Regions from separate parts of the Gossypium hirsutum genome. Here region 1 is linked to region 2. Evidence: chromatin contacts called from public Hi-C data. All regions are on one chromosome and are shown on one strand. Each heading gives the region's core, a stretch centred on a gene start, on an enhancer-like site or on the middle of the called end of the contact. The rest is flanking DNA. Distances are from core to core; before and after follow the strand shown. Region 1 holds the start of LOC121203000. Region 2 holds the start of LOC107948941 (omega-3 fatty acid desaturase, chloroplastic-like).

Region 1 (4,719 bases), core at 1,220-3,719, 150 kb before region 2:
CAATCCAACCGAATTCTGCAAACATTAATTCAATCCAAACACGAAAATTTTAATTAAAGACCCAGCTACAACCACGCCTCCGAACCCAATTTGCATCATCCCATACAATTGAATCAAGTCGAAACCCGAAACACAATAAAATTGAATTATTTTGTCTGAAAATCTCTTGGAAGTCAATGGTGGTTACCAAAAATGTTTATAGGGAGAGATGATCATTGATGCTCACATCTTTTGCCTATGATGAACAAACATCTTCAACCAGCACTGCAAGAGAGAGTTCATTTGACTTTGAACTTACCTTAAATCACAAGCCACACATTTTAACCTCTTATTTCATCAATTTAACATCTGGAAAAGTATATAAACATCAAGACCGAATGAAACGAGCAAATGCCACTATCCAAAATCACAACGAGTTCCATGTAACATAATACTACCACCAGCTTGTCAATATCACTCATTATAAATGGGATATATATATGTATCATTGCATATTCAAAAAGAAAACTTCTCCTACATTATCCAATTGGAAGAGAATAAACCACCTTTGAAATACATGCAGCAGTACCATAACCAGTGGATTAGAGGTGCCAAATTACGCCCCTCTATTTCAGAAAATGGATTCATATAGCAGTACATAAGCTAGAGATTACCAAAACTACGAGAGGGTCAGAGCAGTTGTACGAATACGATCATTAGTTTTTAGACTGCAAGGAAAACAATATGTGGTTAGAAACAATAAAATATCCACCAAAGGTAAAGTTTTAATATCAAGTTAAATAATTACAGCCAACCTCCATGTTTTTCGAGATTTCTTTCATTTGTTCAGCGAGTTCTTGCCTCTTCTTCTCAGCTGCATGCACCAAAGCCGGCAATTAACATCAGCAAGGTCTTTCGTTGGCTTTTTGTAGGATAATAGCAGGTTAAATTCACACACAGAATTTAGAAAAAGATCATAGTAACAGGACGAGACATGCACATACCCATACTGGAGATATCTTCTATCCTCTTTGATGTCCTCACAGCAAATCTTTGGAATGCAGGGCTGAAAAATAAAAAACATAAAAAACCAAAGAAGATAAAAAAGAAACAAAGGTTGGTCCTCGAAGGAATCATAGAGCAATGATTAATGTAAGCAAACAAACAATCAATGAAACTAAAAGGAAAAAGAACTCAGATTGCCTAAAACTATGAGAAAACTTTCCACCGGCTATTAAAGATCAAACTTCAATGTTCAATTATTTATTTTGTTCATATGAAAATTTTCTCAATCCCCCCCCCAACAAAAAAATCCAGTTCCAGATATTTTACACTGGAGATAGCATATGCCTAACATTAACAACTCTATCGAAGCAAACCAAATTTCGGAATCCTTTTCCTAGATGATTCACAAACTTTAAAAACAAAATTTGGTCTCAAGCATTTGAAAAGATATATTAAACAAAAAGTCAATATCATTTCAAATAAATTTGTACCAAAAAGGGAAAGGGGGCTGATTTTGAGGTAAAAATCTTCTCAAACCTCCTTAATCCATAATGCAAGGCATGTTGCACTATCGATGTGTGTGTGTGTGTGTGTGATTTGAGAATTGAGGCACTTTTGCTTCAAGTGAACGAACTGATGGGAAACAGAGCAGTCCCAGCAGCCAGAGAAAGAAGCTTCCATAAATAGTTAACAAACAACAAGCTATTTTCAAGTCTTTAGAATTACACGAACAAATATTCAACCTTTCTGATCTCGAGAAAATATTTTGATTTTTTTTCTTATTCTAGAAAAATAAATCAATAAGGAAAAAAAATCAATGGAAAATAATGAAAAATAAACCAGAGAAAAAAAGGTACCTATTTGCAAGTCTATCAACGACAAGCTCATTGACGACATAAGATATAACTCTGTGCATGAAATTTCCTCCTCCAGCCATGATCAGTTCCCAAAATCTGATAAAAAAATTAAAATAAAAACAAATATCAGATCAAAAAGCCCGAAGTCAAAAAAACCCTAATATTTTTGTTAGACAACAAAACAATCATTATGTAATTATATAAAAGGTTAAAAAAGAATTAACGCTAGGACTTATGATGATAAAGAGGAGTTTTACCTGGCAAATGAAAACGATGAAGACGATGTAGCAGGCTCCTTTGTTTCTCGAAGCTACCTGATCTCTGTTAAGGAGGCTTGAGTTTCGTTTATATCAGGCGCAGGCAGGACCGCACGAGTGTCCTTCTGAGTTGTGGGGTTGAAGCTGGGTCAGGGCTCAGGGGCTTTGATGGACCATGGCGATTAACAGGCCAGAAAACTTTTTTGTTGTCTAAACGAAAAGTTTAGCTCCTTGGGCCTTTCCAATTCTTTTTCTTTGTCTTGTTGGATTTATAGAATTCTATTTTCAACAATCAAGAAATTTTATATATTCTTTTACAAGGGAAATTACAAGTTTGATACATATTCCCGGACAAAGGATCGAGACGCAACTCCTCCAATTCAAGCAAGGTCACTTGTACATAAATTTACCTCATTCATCTTTTAAAAATTAATAATGTCTCGTGTCATATCTTATAACTTTAAAAGTCAATCAAATCTAAATGAGATACCCATAATTTTGTCAATTGAGTCTTAGTTCGATTGGCATTGGCATTATTGTCAATGCAGAAGGTCATGAGTTTGAGTACGTTGAAGTGCATTATCTTCCTATTTAAGGGTTGGGGAGGGGTTATGAGTAGTTCTAGGCATAGTATCAAAAAGAGCAGTTATGATAAGAACCTTAATGAAATTAATGTTAAAAAAAAAAAAGATATCCATAATCTTAAAATTAGACTTGTAAGCTAAAGTGATCATTTTTGAAAGACCCACATTAAATCTTCAAACCTATAAAAATAAAGCCTTACTACCAATGCCCTATGAGGTCAGGATACCAGCAATATTTTGCCTATAACCACTATGGTCAACCTAGTCATCACGAGGGATATTCGTACAACACCACCCATCTAGCCTACCAATAGTATCACTAGCAAATTTACACGCAACCTCAGCCTTAGTACTACCATAGCTACCTAAATCAATATGAACCTCAAGTTGCAACTTGCAAATAACCCCCTACCCCTATTGCCACTAACTGACCATTCCTCCATCCAAAACAATATGAATGCGAGCCAACAATATACAAAACTACCGAAGCAACTCAAGCTCCTTCAAGAATAGTTCCAACGACATCAAGGAACATTGCAATAAAATGCCCAGCTCATACATGAATTTGAGGCACGTAAAGGCCATTAGCAAAAAAATACTAAAAGACAAGATAATGACGAATTGGGAAGGACCCTATGTAAAAAAGGTTAGCTGTGAATCATATCAATTGGTACGATTCAATAGTAAGTTCATCCTAAGAATGCGTATATTATGTAGTAACACCATCCCAACTAATATTAATATGTGAAGAGAAGGTGTAAAGATTCCCTATTTGTGATTTGTGTCATATGGTGAAGGAAACTGTGAAGCATCTAATGATAGGGTGTCAATAAGTGGGGTTGATATGGTTTGAAGCATGTTATAGTATTCATGTTGATAGGCAAGTGATCAATTTTGTATTAATTAAGTCATAAAAATATGATAGGTCTTGCCCATAAATTTAGGCAATAAATGTCATTTCAAATTTGACATAGAGTACATATAAAACAACATATACATGAACAACTTTGATCAACATTTTTGAAAAAAAAATACTATGCCTATAAATTGAAGAGGGTTGTTTGTTTTGGGGGGTAAATTACACCAATAGTCATTCAACTTTAGGGTAGCTGACAAAATAGTCACTTTGGTTTCAATTCAGTCACTCAACTTTTGAAAAATAACAAAACAGACCTTTTAACCATTTTTCATTATAAACGTAACGGAAAAGTGGCATGCCATTCTACTATGTAAACGACCCCAAATTAAAACCCTAGTTAGGCTGGGCGATAAAAGAAGAAGAAAAAGAAGAAGGAAAAAGGATGAGGAGAAGAGAAAAAATTTGAGATTTGTGACTGAGCCAGGAATCGAGAAAAGAAAAAAAAGTCATGGATCGCGGTGACGACGGTGAGGCAAGCTTCACAAAGAAAGGTTCCAGTGGTGAGAACGGTCGAGAGCTTTTCTTCGCCATATCCAGCCAAATGCACCATCTAATCTCTTCTCAGGTCATCTTTATTTCTTCTTCTTTGTACTAGATGCTTTGGACTTAGAATCTGCCATGGTTTAGGGATAAAACGATGCAATTGTTGCTATTTCCATTTCTTTTTCTCTATGGGATTTTTGTTTTCTTTATTACCTTTTGTCTTAAAACTTTTTATTGGTTTACTACCATGGTGATGTTTGGTAAGTATCTGATTGTGAGTGTTTTGTTGAGTACATATGGTTTGTATTGAAATGGAAACTCATTTGTCAGTTAATGGATCTTGTTGGTTATACCCATGTAAGGTCTAAACCTACAGTAGTTAATGGATGATGATGATGTTTAATGTTGACCATCATCTCTCTTTCGTGGAAAATGGAAAATGAAAACTGCATTTTTTTTAAAGTTGAGCATATTTGTGTTAGTGAAGAAGAAGAAGCAGATCACTATATTTGAAAATAGAGATTGTTGGGGTGGAGAAGAAAAAGCATAAACATATTGGGTCATTTACGTAAAAAGTAAAAAAATTGGGCCATTTATTAAAAAATAGAAAATGAAGGACGAAAAAAAATCACTCA
Region 2 (4,735 bases), core at 1,446-3,945:
ACACTGTGTGTCTTGAGAGTTGTTTGTTTTCTGATGTAAAGTAGCATATAGTCAACATTTCAGCTCCTTAAAAAAAAAATCATTATTGATAAGAAATTCTTGGGTTGAAAATCATAGATTTTGTTTTCCATGCAATATGCATGTTTAAATATCGAATGTAAAGAGTTGATGTTGATTTAGTATAGAGTTTGTAAAATCCTTACTTTGAAACAGTCAAAAACCATCCGTGTTATTGGTAAAAGTATTGATTTTCTATTCTAAGGAATGACCAGACCCTGCCTTTATCTTTGTTGAATTTAGGTTCTTTTGTTTGGTCTCACACTAGAAATTATTTAATTAATAATTAATTCCCTTTTCGTGTTTCGCATGGTCCACGTATTCCTTGCCGACTTGGTCGGTTGGCTAATTTGTTAGAGTTTTAGTTTGGGGGAGCAAGGGAAAAAAATGGGTATAATTGAAAATTTAGTTCTTAATATTTATATTTTTTTGTCAATTTAGTCTTAATATTTTAAAGAAGAGTTATATTAAAAAAATAGTCATATTATTATTACTTTTAATAAAATATTGATTAAATAGTTAAATTTTTAAAGATGTAGTTCAAATGATAGACCATGTGTAATATATGCTATTATTTTAATTATTTATTTTTTAATATTTTGTAATTTTTAAAATTATTTATTGACATAACATATAATACAAATAGTGTTATGTAAAATGCCACATGGGTTGCGATGGCAATATTTTTAAAAAATTAAAATTTTAGTGAATATTTATTTGACTTTTTTTTAAAAATTAATATTTAAATTTAAATAAAAAATTAATAAAATATACAAACATTAAAAAATTAAATTCATCGTTATCAAAAAAAAAAAAGAGTTAATACTTTGACATTTTAAAAGTACTCATTAGCCCGTGTAAAACAAACAAGGTCAAAAGTGAAATAAAGATGGGAGAATAGACAGGAAAAAAAAGGAAGTGATTGTTTGCGTGTTTCATGAGCGATTAACGTGAGTTTGAGTTGGAGATTAAATTAATCAACCATTCAATGAATCATAAATTTCATCACGTGTGAGGGAGTTCCCACTCTGTGGGTTTTTCATCATTTTGTTTTTGGGGAACCGACCTTAAGAAGCTCGTGTTGAAAACCCTCCGTCCATGAATAACTGATGAAGGGAGCAGGAAATCCACTGCTACAACCGCCTACCTTTGGAAATATCAAATCTTACAACTCTTGGATTTTTGAGCCGTCCTGATTTTATATTATAAAAAAATAAAAATCGAGTTCTCAGTTGGATATGTTGGGTTTTTCATTAAAATTCTCAAATTTCTGTAATATATTTATTAAGATTTTCATTCTATTTTTATTTTTTTAGGTTTTAACTATAATTTCTACCGTATATTTATATTATTATCTATGCTTTTGATTAAGTTAATTGGCTATTACTTTAAGTTCTTTTATAATACATTGAAAAATTAAATCAATATTAATGGTTTAATTTTATATAAAAAATAAAAAAATGATAAGTAAATAAATATTTTTTTATAAATTAAGTAGATAAGTAATTTCTTACCACTTAAAATGGAGAAAATTTTCAATCTATTTATTTCTATTAACATTGTATTATCATTTACAATATTAAAGCTTTTTTTTTAAAATTGACTCCTGAAATGTTAAAAAAAAAGGACTAAAATGCAAAATAAAAAATTTATAAATTAAAATATCAAATAACATCTTAAAAAAATCAAATTAAAATGTTACTATAAATAATTGAGATATAACCAAAAACAAAATATTATTATAAAAATAGAGCGCATTATCTTTCTATTTATGAGTTGTGTAAGAATTATAAATAATTTTAAATATTGTGTCAAAAAAGAGGAGATATAATTAGAATCTATAATAATTTTTTTAAAAAGGTAATAATATTTTTACCTTAAAAACAATTCTTTAATATTTTCATTGCTTTTGTTAATTTTTTTAAAAGAATTTAGATCAAAAGTTTAAAAATAAGATAAAAAATTTTCAAGTGGATTGATTTTTAGTTTAATTGATTCTGTATTTAAATGTATTTTTTATTTTAAAATAAGAAGAATTATGAATAAAAATATTTATAGTATAAAAATTATTTCGAAATTGAGTTTAAAATTAAATAATAAAATATTTAAAAGAAAAAAAAAAGGGCGGGGGTGGGGGGGGGGGGGAGTGAGATTGGGAGGAGAAAAAAACGCCCGCCCTACCGGTTGCGCCAGTAATAGGGGCTGCTGAACCCGTAGAAAAAGTGAAATACACGCTCCAATGACAGGGACTGGAAATCGAGTTGAGAGTACTCGGTAACTTTATTCCATACATACCTCCATTATATATATTGAAAAAATATGTTTCTGACTCTGAACAACCTCTCCGCAGCCCGGCAACCTTAAATATAAAATCCCCACTCCCCTCTTCTTCGTTCAGCCGCGATCCTCTCAGTGTTTGCCTATCTCTCTTTCTTTCTCACTATAGCACCCTTCTATCTCAGCCCTTTTTTATTTTCTGTTATTCTGTGAGGAGGAACATCATTAAAAAGGCGGGATCTTTGACGTTGTCGTGTAACCAAAGATTGTTACTTGTACTTAACATATTTTTTTCCCTATATTTTATTCTTTTCTGAAAGCAAACCGGTGGTTGAGTTTTTCTTTTTACCTGAGTCTTCAATGGCGGGTTTCATTATATCTGGTTTAAAGCCTCTTCCTTGTATCTACGATAGACCCGTCGCTGGCGTTATCTCGAGGAGTTCTTCAAAATCCAGATTTTTAACCAAAAACAAGAATTTCCCAGATCTAAAAATATTAAATCCAATCAAATCCAGGAACTGGGGTCTAAACGTGAGTGCCCCATTTAGAGTTGCATCCGTTGAAGAAGATGAGGGAAGGAAAGAGAGGAACCATGGTATTAATGGATTTGAGGAACAAGAACAAGAGGCAGGGTTCGACCCTGGGGCGCCTCCGCCGTTTAAGTTGGCTGATATAAGAGCGGCCATACCGAAGCATTGTTGGGTGAAGGATCCATGGAAATCTATGAGCTACGTGGTGAGGGATGTCGCTGTGGTGTTAGGCCTGGCGGCTGCTGCGGTCTATGTTAACAACTGGATTGTTTGGCCTCTTTACTGGGCTGCTCAAGGAACCATGTTTTGGGCTCTTTTTGTTCTTGGTCATGACTGGTAAACTTTTTTTTTTTTTTTGATTTGCATTTGCGAGTTACAACCTCCTCTGTTATTAGATCTGACTGTCTTAATATGTTTCATGGATTTTGTTTCATTTCTTTGTGCAGCGGCCACGGTAGCTTTTCAAACGATCCCAAGTTAAACGGTGTAGTGGGGCATCTCTTGCATTCTTCCATTCTTGTGCCTTACCATGGATGGTATGCCTAGTATTTCTTGAAAGGTTCATCTCTTCTCCATTTGCATATGAAAAGTTTTAATTGAATTCATTTCCATTATGATTGAACTTTACAGGAGAATTAGCCACAGGACTCACCATCAAAACCATGGTCATGTTGAGAATGATGAATCATGGCACCCGGTGAGTTAATTTCTCTCTTCTTTTTTTTCTCTTATATTGAGAATGATGAATCACGGCCTTTGGTCTAAATTGTAAACACTTTTGTCAATTCAATTGCAGTTATCTGAGAAGATATACAGGAGTTTAGATACTCTAACACGAACATTGCGGTTCATATTGCCTTTTCCCATGCTTGCATTCCCTTTCTACCTTGTAAGTGTTTTCGTGGTTATTAAATTTTTGATGATTCCTATATGTTGAGAAATTAATGGTTGATTTCACTTTAAATTGCAGTGGAACAGAAGTCCGGGAAAGAGCGGTTCGCACTTCGACCCCAGCAGTGATTTGTTTGTCCCGACCGAACGAAAAGATGTTATTACTTCCACTCTATGTTGGACAGCCATGGCTGCTTTTCTTGTTGGCTTGGGTTTCACAATGGGTCCTATGCAGTTGCTTAAACTATATGGCATTCCATATTGGGTAGGTTTCAAGTTTCTTCTTTCAAGGAAACGATATCGGGAAGTAGAAAATATGATTTGACTCGTCTTTGGTTTGATGTTTAGATTTTCGTGATGTGGCTGGATGGGGTTACATACTTGCATCACCATGGTCATGAAGAGAAGCTTCCTTGGTACCGTGGGAAGGTATATGAACTTTGTTGGTCTAATTTAATATGCTAAGGCGCCTATGTTGAAATTCATATGGAAACTTACAAATAAAATAACAAATATGGATAGGAATGGAGTTACTTAAGGGGAGGTCTTACAACACTTGACCGTGACTATGGATGGATCAACAACATCCACCATGATATTGGAACCCATGTCATACACCATTTGTTTCCACAAATCCCACACTACCATTTAGTAGAGGCGGTTAGTACCTTTACGTATCTCTTTTTTTTTTTTTCCCACTTTGATGTTCTCTTATTTCATTTTTTTATCTAATTATTATGTTGGTATAATGTTGTGTCATAGACCGAGGCAGCGAAGCCAGTTCTCCGAAAATACTATCGAGAGCCGGAACAATCAGGGCCTTTACCTTTCCACCTCATCGGAAGTTTGATGAGAAGCTTGAAGAACGATCATTATGTTAGTGACACTGGGGATGTTGTTTACTACCAAACTGACCCAGAACTCAAAAAGAATGCTTCATAAAATAGCTCAGCCCCACACTAATGGGTGGAATTCAAGCT

Evidence for each region. A called contact is a pair of places that touch in the nucleus more often than the background predicts.
Region 1: a Hi-C map of leaf shows a contact between it and region 2, with 3 times the contacts expected there. The contact joins the promoter of LOC121203000 here to the promoter of LOC107948941 in region 2. A contact is called at or near these places in 9 of 34 Hi-C or Micro-C datasets (anther, callus, hypocotyl and 2 more).

Annotation. Positions count from the first base shown.
Region 1 is chrA04:77,592,268-77,596,986 of Gossypium_hirsutum_v2.1, reverse strand. It overlaps LOC121203000, which reads right to left and starts at 2,469. Exons shown (of 6, transcript XM_041111412.1): 1 at 2,099-2,469; 2 at 1,842-1,937; 3 at 984-1,045; 4 at 795-853; 5 at 654-707; 6 at 29-264. The coding sequence starts at 1,921. The coding sequence ends at 696.
Region 2 is chrA04:77,443,397-77,448,131 of Gossypium_hirsutum_v2.1, reverse strand. LOC107948941 (omega-3 fatty acid desaturase, chloroplastic-like) reads left to right here and starts at 2,695. Exons shown (of 8, transcript NM_001327553.1): 1 at 2,695-3,200; 2 at 3,311-3,400; 3 at 3,495-3,561; 4 at 3,661-3,753; 5 at 3,835-4,020; 6 at 4,104-4,184; 7 at 4,278-4,415; 8 at 4,518-4,697. The coding sequence starts at 2,695. The coding sequence ends at 4,697. It overlaps LOC107948942, which reads left to right. Exons shown (of 24, transcript XM_016883612.2): 24 at 1-295.